Regions from separate parts of the Gossypium arboreum genome. Here region 1 is linked to region 2. A link is a contact called in public Hi-C data. All regions are on one chromosome and are shown on one strand. The core of a region is the stretch at or near the end of the contact, and the rest is flanking DNA. Distances in the headings are between cores, read along the strand shown. Region 1 holds the start of LOC108460785 (jasmonoyl--L-amino acid synthetase JAR4-like). Region 2 has its middle 12 kb from the start of LOC128295611.

What was found. A called contact is a pair of places that touch in the nucleus more often than the background predicts.
Region 1: a Hi-C map of leaf shows a contact between it and region 2, with 4 times the contacts expected there. The contact joins the promoter of LOC108460785 here to the enhancer-like site in region 2. A contact is called at or near these places in 2 of 5 Hi-C or Micro-C datasets (both in leaf).

Annotation. Positions count from the first base shown.
Region 1 is chr7:73,735,506-73,739,613 of ASM2569848v2, forward strand. It overlaps LOC108460785 (jasmonoyl--L-amino acid synthetase JAR4-like), which reads left to right and starts at 1,428. Exons shown (of 5, transcript XM_053031203.1): 1 at 1,428-1,595; 2 at 2,426-2,740; 3 at 2,826-2,927; 4 at 3,024-3,847. The coding sequence starts at 2,448.
Region 2 is chr7:73,697,237-73,701,193 of ASM2569848v2, forward strand. No RefSeq gene overlaps it. Among protein-coding and RNA genes, the nearest start is that of LOC128295611, 12 kb to the left of the region's middle. Within about 2 kb of position 2,180, at least 1 of the 2 cell types and tissues checked has an H3K27ac peak or open chromatin away from gene starts, as enhancers often do. A contact at or near this core is called in leaf, where this site is marked.

The sequences.
Region 1 (4,108 bases), core at 178-2,677, 38 kb after region 2:
TACTTGGCATCAAAACGTGACATTAAATTAAAATATAGCAATGGCAGTGCAAAGAAAGAAAAGAAAAGAACGTTTTGTATGCCGACATGTGTTTTGGAGTTCGAAGTTGGGAGCGTAGGGCCCACCCACCATTTGGCCGCTCGTCACACCCCACCATGCATTGCCATGCCACCATTACTTCCTCATTTCTACATCTTTAATTTGCTTACTTTACCAATCCATGTACATCTTAATTAGATGTTAAATTACCACTCATTATCAAACCAAAACTTCCACATCCTATATTTCAATCTAATATTTTGCATTACTACTTTTTAAAAATAAAAATAAAACTTAGCGCTATATTAATTATGGTAATCAATATTGTATCAATTAATATGTATTGTTTCGATCTGAATCAATATCAAATAATTTATATTCTATTCTTATCAAAATTTCGATGTATCAAATAGTCTATGATATAGAGACTTGGAAATCGGACTGCCCCAAACTAATTTTTTTTATACAAATTTGATTTGATGCACCATTTGATTTAACCTATACAACAAATTGACATTAATTATTACTTGACTTGATTTGTTGACTATGACTAACATATATTACTATGTGTTATTTTTTCTTAAAAGAGTTCTTTTGAGATAATTGAATTTGTTGGAAAACGATGAAATTGGCTTAGGAGAAACTGATTTTCCTTCACTCCTCTATAATTTATCCTAGTATGGAATGTGTCATGGGTGTGTTTTATTTTGGATTTTTTCCAGTTTTACTTTGATAAGGAAACAGGTTTAAAGAATAGTAAGTATAGAAGTACAATTGTATAATTGATGGAAGTAACAAGATATACATAATATAATTAATGTTAATATTATATTAAGATAAGTATTTGATTTAGTGATTAAATTAATATTTTATCGATTTAAATAACACATGTTCAAATATCATCACATGTAAAAATTTTATTGACTTTTTAAAATAAAAAGATTAAAATATTCTCGAATAATATAAATTAATTTAATTGTGAAAGGATATTTTTCATAATTTTTCTAATCGAGTTACTACTCAATTAACTCATGACATCAACTCATTCTACAACAAAAACTAATTAAAAAAGAATCTGAATGAAAATAGAAAAGTTAAAGGGATGAGAAGTGCAATATTGCCAAAATCTGCCTTTCATTGTAGTCGACCCCACGTCAATCTGGCGTTATTAACTTCCTTATCTAGTGAACCAAAGGCAATATTAACCAATTCTCACAATAATCCAAGCCCATAAAGGTAATTTCAGAATTCATCAGTTGTACTCAAGCTGGCATTTCCGGAATTCTAAGGTTGGAGTATGGGCAAAGTCGGGAAAGGACAAAAAACATTTTAGGAATTAAAGAAAAAAAAAAAGAGGCTGACAAATTTGTATTATTAATAATTTTAAAGAAAACGCCTATAAAATGCAAGCCTAAGAATCTTCTCTCTATCTCCCAATCCGCCATACCCAAAATCATTAACACACAGCAATTTGCCTTTGCCTTTCTTACGATAAAAAAAAAAATTATCTATCTTTGCAGACACTTTGAGGAAAACAAGAGAGCGCATTGAAATTGGTGAGCAAACAAAATTCCTATCCTTTTTCACCTCTTTCCCATATAAACTTGGAGAGTTCTGAGTTCTGACTCAATACCACCTTCCCTTCCCTCCATATCTCTGTCTCACTCTTTTACTGAAAAACACTGAGCTTCCTCAGGTACTTGAAATTTCTGAATTTCAAACTGCACTTTATCCACATACTTACTCTGATTCTGTTTTATTCTTTTTCTGTTCTATTGAATTTCTTTCATTTCTTTCATTTTGTTACAGGTGATTTGAATCTCTTTCTTTGATTTCTTTTTGTTCGTTTGAAATTTTCAAAGTTTTGGAACAGGATATGAAGTTGAATTTTTGTTTCACATTTCAAATTCTTTGATTTCTTAGTTTCCTCTTCTTTCCGATTTCATTAATTTTGCACTTTTTTTTTTAAAAAAAAACGTTTAATCTCTAATCTCTAATCTCTAGTGGGAAATTGAAGTTTCTTATCGGTTGACTGTATTGACTATCCGTCAAATAAAGTGAAAGCTTGAAAATGTTTTGAGTTATTGTCTTGGTTTTTCAGATTGCTGCTTAATTATCATATAAGCTTGTTTCCCTTTTTGACTTTATTTTTAAATTAGTGGTTTTTTTTTTCACCTCAAGTAATTTCTTTTTCTTGCATTTATTGATAGCAAAAGAAAACTCCATTCTGCTTCCGTTTGGTAGAAGAGAAAGAGAGCGGAAAACATGATTGTATTCTTTTAAAAATTATTTTTCTATGCTTTCAGATCACTTTATTCTTTTTCCTAAATAAGAAGTAAATAGTCTTCATATAATTTGATTTCCTTTTTTTTTTTTTTTTTTTAAGGTTGTAGTTTGAGTAAGTAAGGATGTTAGAAAAGATGGAAATTCTACACGTAGAAAAAGTGATAGAAGAGTTCGAAACGATGACCAAAGATGCTGAGAATGTTCAAAGGGAGACTTTAAAGAAAATTTTAGAAGAAAATGGAAGCGCCGAGTATTTGCAGAATCTGGGTCTCAATGGCAGAACTGACCCCCAAAGCTTCAAGGCTTGTGTTCCTGTCGTCACTCACCAGGATTTGGAGCCTTATATTCAAAGAATTGTCGATGGTGCTTCTTCCCTGGTTCTCACTGGAAAACCCATAACCACCATATCTCTCAGGTATTCTTTACTTTAATTTTATGTTTTACATGATTTTTTTTTTTAAAATTGAATGATAATTTTTATTATTATTGTAAATTTGCAGCTCTGGCACCACTCAAGGAAGGCCCAAGTTTGTGCCGTTCAATGACGAATTGATGGAAACTACTTTGCAGATATTCCGTACTTCTTATGCTTTTAGAAACAGGTATATGATTGGATATCTGTTAACCTTTTTCTCCCCCCAAAATTTTTTTTTGGGAGATTTTTTGTCGTTATTAATCAGTTTGTGTTATTGACACAGGGAATTCCCTGTCACGAATGGGAAGGCTTTGCAGTTCATATACAGCAGCAAGCAGAGTAGGACGAAAGGGGGATTGTTTGCTGGAACCGCTACGACCAATGTGTTTCGCAATTCGCAGTTTAAGAAGGCAATGAAAGTAATGCAATCTCAGTGTTGCAGCCCAGATGAGGTGATATTTGGTCCAGATTTCCGTCAATCTTTGTATTGTCATCTTTTATGTGGGCTGATTTTCCGCGAGGAAATCCAGTTGGTTTCCTCTACCTTTGCCCATAGCATAGTTCATGCGTTTCGAACTCTTGAACAAGTGTGGGAAGAGCTTTGTTTTGATATTAGAGAAGGGATCCTCACAAGCCGCATCACTTTCCCATCCGTCCGGTCAGCTATGGCTAAATTACTGAAGCCCAATCCTGAGTTGGCAGACTTAATTCATAGGAAAATTTCAGGGTTGAGTAATTGGTATGGATTGATACCGGAGCTTTTCCCTAATGTCAAATACATCTACGGGATCATGACTGGGTCCATGGAGCATTATCTGAAGAAATTAAGACATTATGCGGGGGATGTGCCTCTTATAAGTGCCGATTATGGTTCCTCTGAGGGGTGGATTGGGGCAAATATCAACCCAAATGTGCCTACAGAGTCTACTACTTATGCTGTTCTTCCAAATATTGGCTATTTTGAGTTCATTCCTCTGAAAGAGAATGTTGAAGAGCAAGTCCATGACAGAGGTGATGCTAATATCCTCTCTATGGAGCCCAAACCAGTGAGTCTGACTGAAGTTAAAATCGGTGAAGAGTATGAGGTTATTGTCACAAGTTTTGCAGGTACTAATTTGTGTTTCTTATGAAGAATCAATACTTTTTTTTCCTACAATTAATTTAGACTCCATGTCATGTCTCAACCACGTTCAAGTTGACATTATAAACCACATTGCACGTTACAGTGTCTCTACAACTTCTAATTTGTTTATTTGTTAATAAAATTTCCCAACCATGACATTAATGATCTTCATGTGGGTGTAGCCAAGTAGGAGGTAGGGCGAGCAAGCTATTAATGGTCCAAGCCTTTGCTGCTTCCAATAATGT
Region 2 (3,957 bases), core at 930-3,429:
GTTTTAAATTTTGGAGTTTTAATTTCGGTTTTCATTTAAGTTTTAAAATTTTGTGTTTCTGATTCAACTTTTAAATTTTGGGAGTTGAGGATTTAGGTTTCACAGTTGGAGATTTAAAATTTAAATTTCAAAAATGATAAAATTAAAAAAAAAAAACAATAGACTAACACTGTTGATCATTTCCCTAAGGATTGGCCGACTATTAGCATAGTCTAATGTAGGATAAAAATGATTAAATTTTGTAGGTTGAATTGGCATTAGCCTATAGAGAGAATTTTATTTGCTTTTGTTGATTTTCAAAGGTTTATTGTTGCTGCTAAGAAAATTGTCCTAATTTTTAAACTTTTTCCCGATAATTAAGAATAAAAAAAAGTCATTAATGGAGAAAATTGAATAGTATGACCAGAGCTGCAGAAAATTGATTAAAATGAATGCAAAAGTAAATCTAATGACTTGGAAAATTATGTTATGAATAATTAAAAAAAAAAAAGAAATTGTAAAAATCTTCTTACATCACCCTTTTCTTGTGAATAAAACAAGATATTTTAGAAGTGGACATGGTTCCCATCCTAGACCTAATTAAAACGTCATAAACCTAACCAAATTCATGATACAACTAAAACTATCATCTAAGGCTTTAGATTACTCATTTAGTGCTTATTTTCCACATAAATGAATAATCAATGATGCCAATTCCAACACTCCACCTATCTATCAATTTATTTTCTTTTATATATTATCTTAACACAATTCTATCAATCTAATCATCTATTTTCTTTCTTTTTAAATATAATTTAAGAATGGGGATGGATAATTTAACTATTTTTATATGGGATTTAGTTTGTTGAATCTAACGTTATATTTTAAATAGAGATTGTAGAATTTAGATTCTCAATATTCCAACTATTACAAAATTTTACATTTCGAATAATGTCAAGATATCGTAATTTATGGTGTAATCCCATTATAATTGTTTATTTAAATTATTTAAGATTCCAAGCGAATCTAAAATTTAAGACAATTACCTTTTATGTTCATATTACATTGTGGTTTATTGCATTGATTGTCGAGAATTTCTTTCTCTTTTTTTTAAAAATTTGTTTCTTGGATGCTCAAGAAAATTAGATTTCTTTAAAAATTTTGAATTTTAATGTTGGGTTAATCCACCAACTTGAAATTGTTTGATTAATCTTTTTCCTTTATGAATTTATTTGATTAATCTTAGTTACTATCTTCTTTATATGATTTTAAATTTTAAAATAAAATCTTCCACCTTCTTTTTATCTTACATAAAATTTACAAATAAGACTATAATAGCTTTTTTATCCGACAAAACTCATATATTACCGTAAACATTAACAATTTTTTTAAAAGGAATCTGGACTGTAAAAAAAAAAGAAAAAAAGCCTCCCACTTATATTCTTGTAATATTCTTATTCATTTTACGTTCTAAAACTAATACTGTTTAGCATCAATGACTTTAGTATTCGAACTTGATCTAAATGTTTGGAGAAAATTTTCAATTCCACTTTTTCAATGAGTTGTGATTTGATTAGTGTTTTTAAAATAATATTTGTTATTTATTAGGTTAAAATATGTAAACAATCCCTCAACTATGGCAAAATTTGAGATTTAGTTGTTATACTTTGAAAGTTAAAATTTAAGTTATTTTTCTTTTTTGATTTAAAAGTTTTAGTTAAATCATTAATATCGTTAGTATATTTCAAAATTTATCAATTTGATATGTAGATTAGGCTATCCTAACATGATGTAATATGTTATTTACAAAAAAATATTAAATTTTTTATAGAAAATACTAACGATATTATATTGGACAACGATTTTTAAATTAAAAAAGAAAAGAAGTAGAAGCATGATTTAAATTTGAAGTTTTAAAATGTAAGGAGTGAATTACAAATTTTGTTAAAAGTAGGAGGAGGGAGAAGAGAGTTTGATCTCATAAATCAAACGTCGGTCGATCCTCTAAGCTTAGGCCTCCCCCACATAGGAGATCCAAAAGCAGGAAAATTGCAAAAAATAAAAGGTTGTCAAAACTAGTCGGTTTTCAGGACCACTTCTATTGTAAATAATAATTTCAAACTTGTTATCTGTGACAAATCATATGGTTGAGAAGAGAGATATATACGCTATAAATACCATGTGTCGCAGTCGAGCAATTGGAAGGGAGGAGCACCAATGCACTGAATGTAGATATATCCTGAATTACCACTTTAGTCCCTCTTGGTTGGAAGAAACAAGAATGAGAAATTAAGTCTGTCTGAAGTTACAACTCTAATTGTCATTTTCCAAATAATGAAAACAACATACACACAGAGAGAGTTGATGCGATTACATATATAATGAAGGCCCCACCAGCAGGAGTGGGGGTTAGCCGATATGCGGCCTCAGCACGATGAAAGTGTAAATTAATGGCGACAATAGTATCCCCTAACAGGATGACTCAAACCCCATAAAGGAAAAAAGGAATCATCTTTGATTTGGTTGGTATCAGCTGTGATCCCTACCTTTCTGTCGTTTTCTTATCCAACTCAACTCACAAACTTACCCTTTTAGGTCTTTATAATATTAATAGAAACCTAGCCTCATAATAAGAAGCTTCTTTTCTCAATAATTATTACTTACCGCTATGCATCTCCCTTTCATCCCCCTCCAAAACAGTAGCCATAGATCAAGGACATAGCTTCTGTTAAAACATGGGGTCTTAGCCTCCTCATTAGATTATTTCCGGTCAAATATAATTAGCAGTCTTCATCCACACAAATAAAATATATATAAGGATTTAAAAATCAATTTGAATGGAGCAATAATTAAAATCCTTATCAGACACTCATTTTATAGAAATTCAACTCCATTCCTTATTCTTAATAATTTGGGTTACAACAAATCTTTAGACAACTTGATGAGTTGACCCTTATCCAAAATAAGATTTTTGAGAACATAATAATTCAAACAGATAGTTTGGAGGTGCTCATTCAAGATTTCTTCTTGACAGCTTCAACTTTAAGCCTCATTAGAAGAATTCAAAAACTTTTAGCAAAGTTTGGACATTGGGCCATATAACATATCCTAGGGAGTTGAACAAATTGGCATATTGTATGGCCAAACTGACATTTGATATAGGTCAAACTTTATAGTGTTTGAAGAAATCCCAAGGGAAGTATTAGTAATCGTACCTATTGTCAAAACAAGTGTTAACCTTGCTCAAAGATCTTCTATGTAATTAGTTTGTTTTAAGTTAATTTTCTTTTCACTAAAAATATTTTATAAATTAATTAATTAAGTAATTGAGGGTTTAAGAAAAAAAGTTGATTCAATTAAACTTTTGGTAATAAAATAATAATAAATCTTGGCGTGACCAACTAAAGTAATAAAAATTGATACGTAACATACTCTATGAATAAGTATGTTGATATAATATGCTAAATCAAAATAAATTTAAATATTTATCCAAATTTATTCTTTCAGAATATTATAAAAATATTTAAAAGATGATAAATAATTAAAATCTAAATATATAAGTAATTATAAGAACAACAAAAAAATTATCATCAAATTTTAGCAATTGCTTCTAAATTCAGGATTTTAATTATTTCGTTCAAGATGTCATAATATTTAGCTCAAAATAAGTCGAAAAAGATTTAAGATTTAATTAACAAAATTTTAATTCACTCATAATTGTTTTGTTAGTATTATATCAATTTGAGAAGTATTATTGTTATAAACTTAGGAAGCGTAGATTATAAATGCAAATATTTTTATATGATTAGGAAATGATGTTGGACTCGAATAGGGAATTAGTTAGGGTATTAGGTTAGAGAATGGTATTAAAGTGGTTGGATTCGGAATTTGTACGAAACGATTGAACTAACGATTGAACATGCTTTTTATTTTTTAATAATTTTTAATTAAATTGTTCAAACTAATAAACTAGTTGTT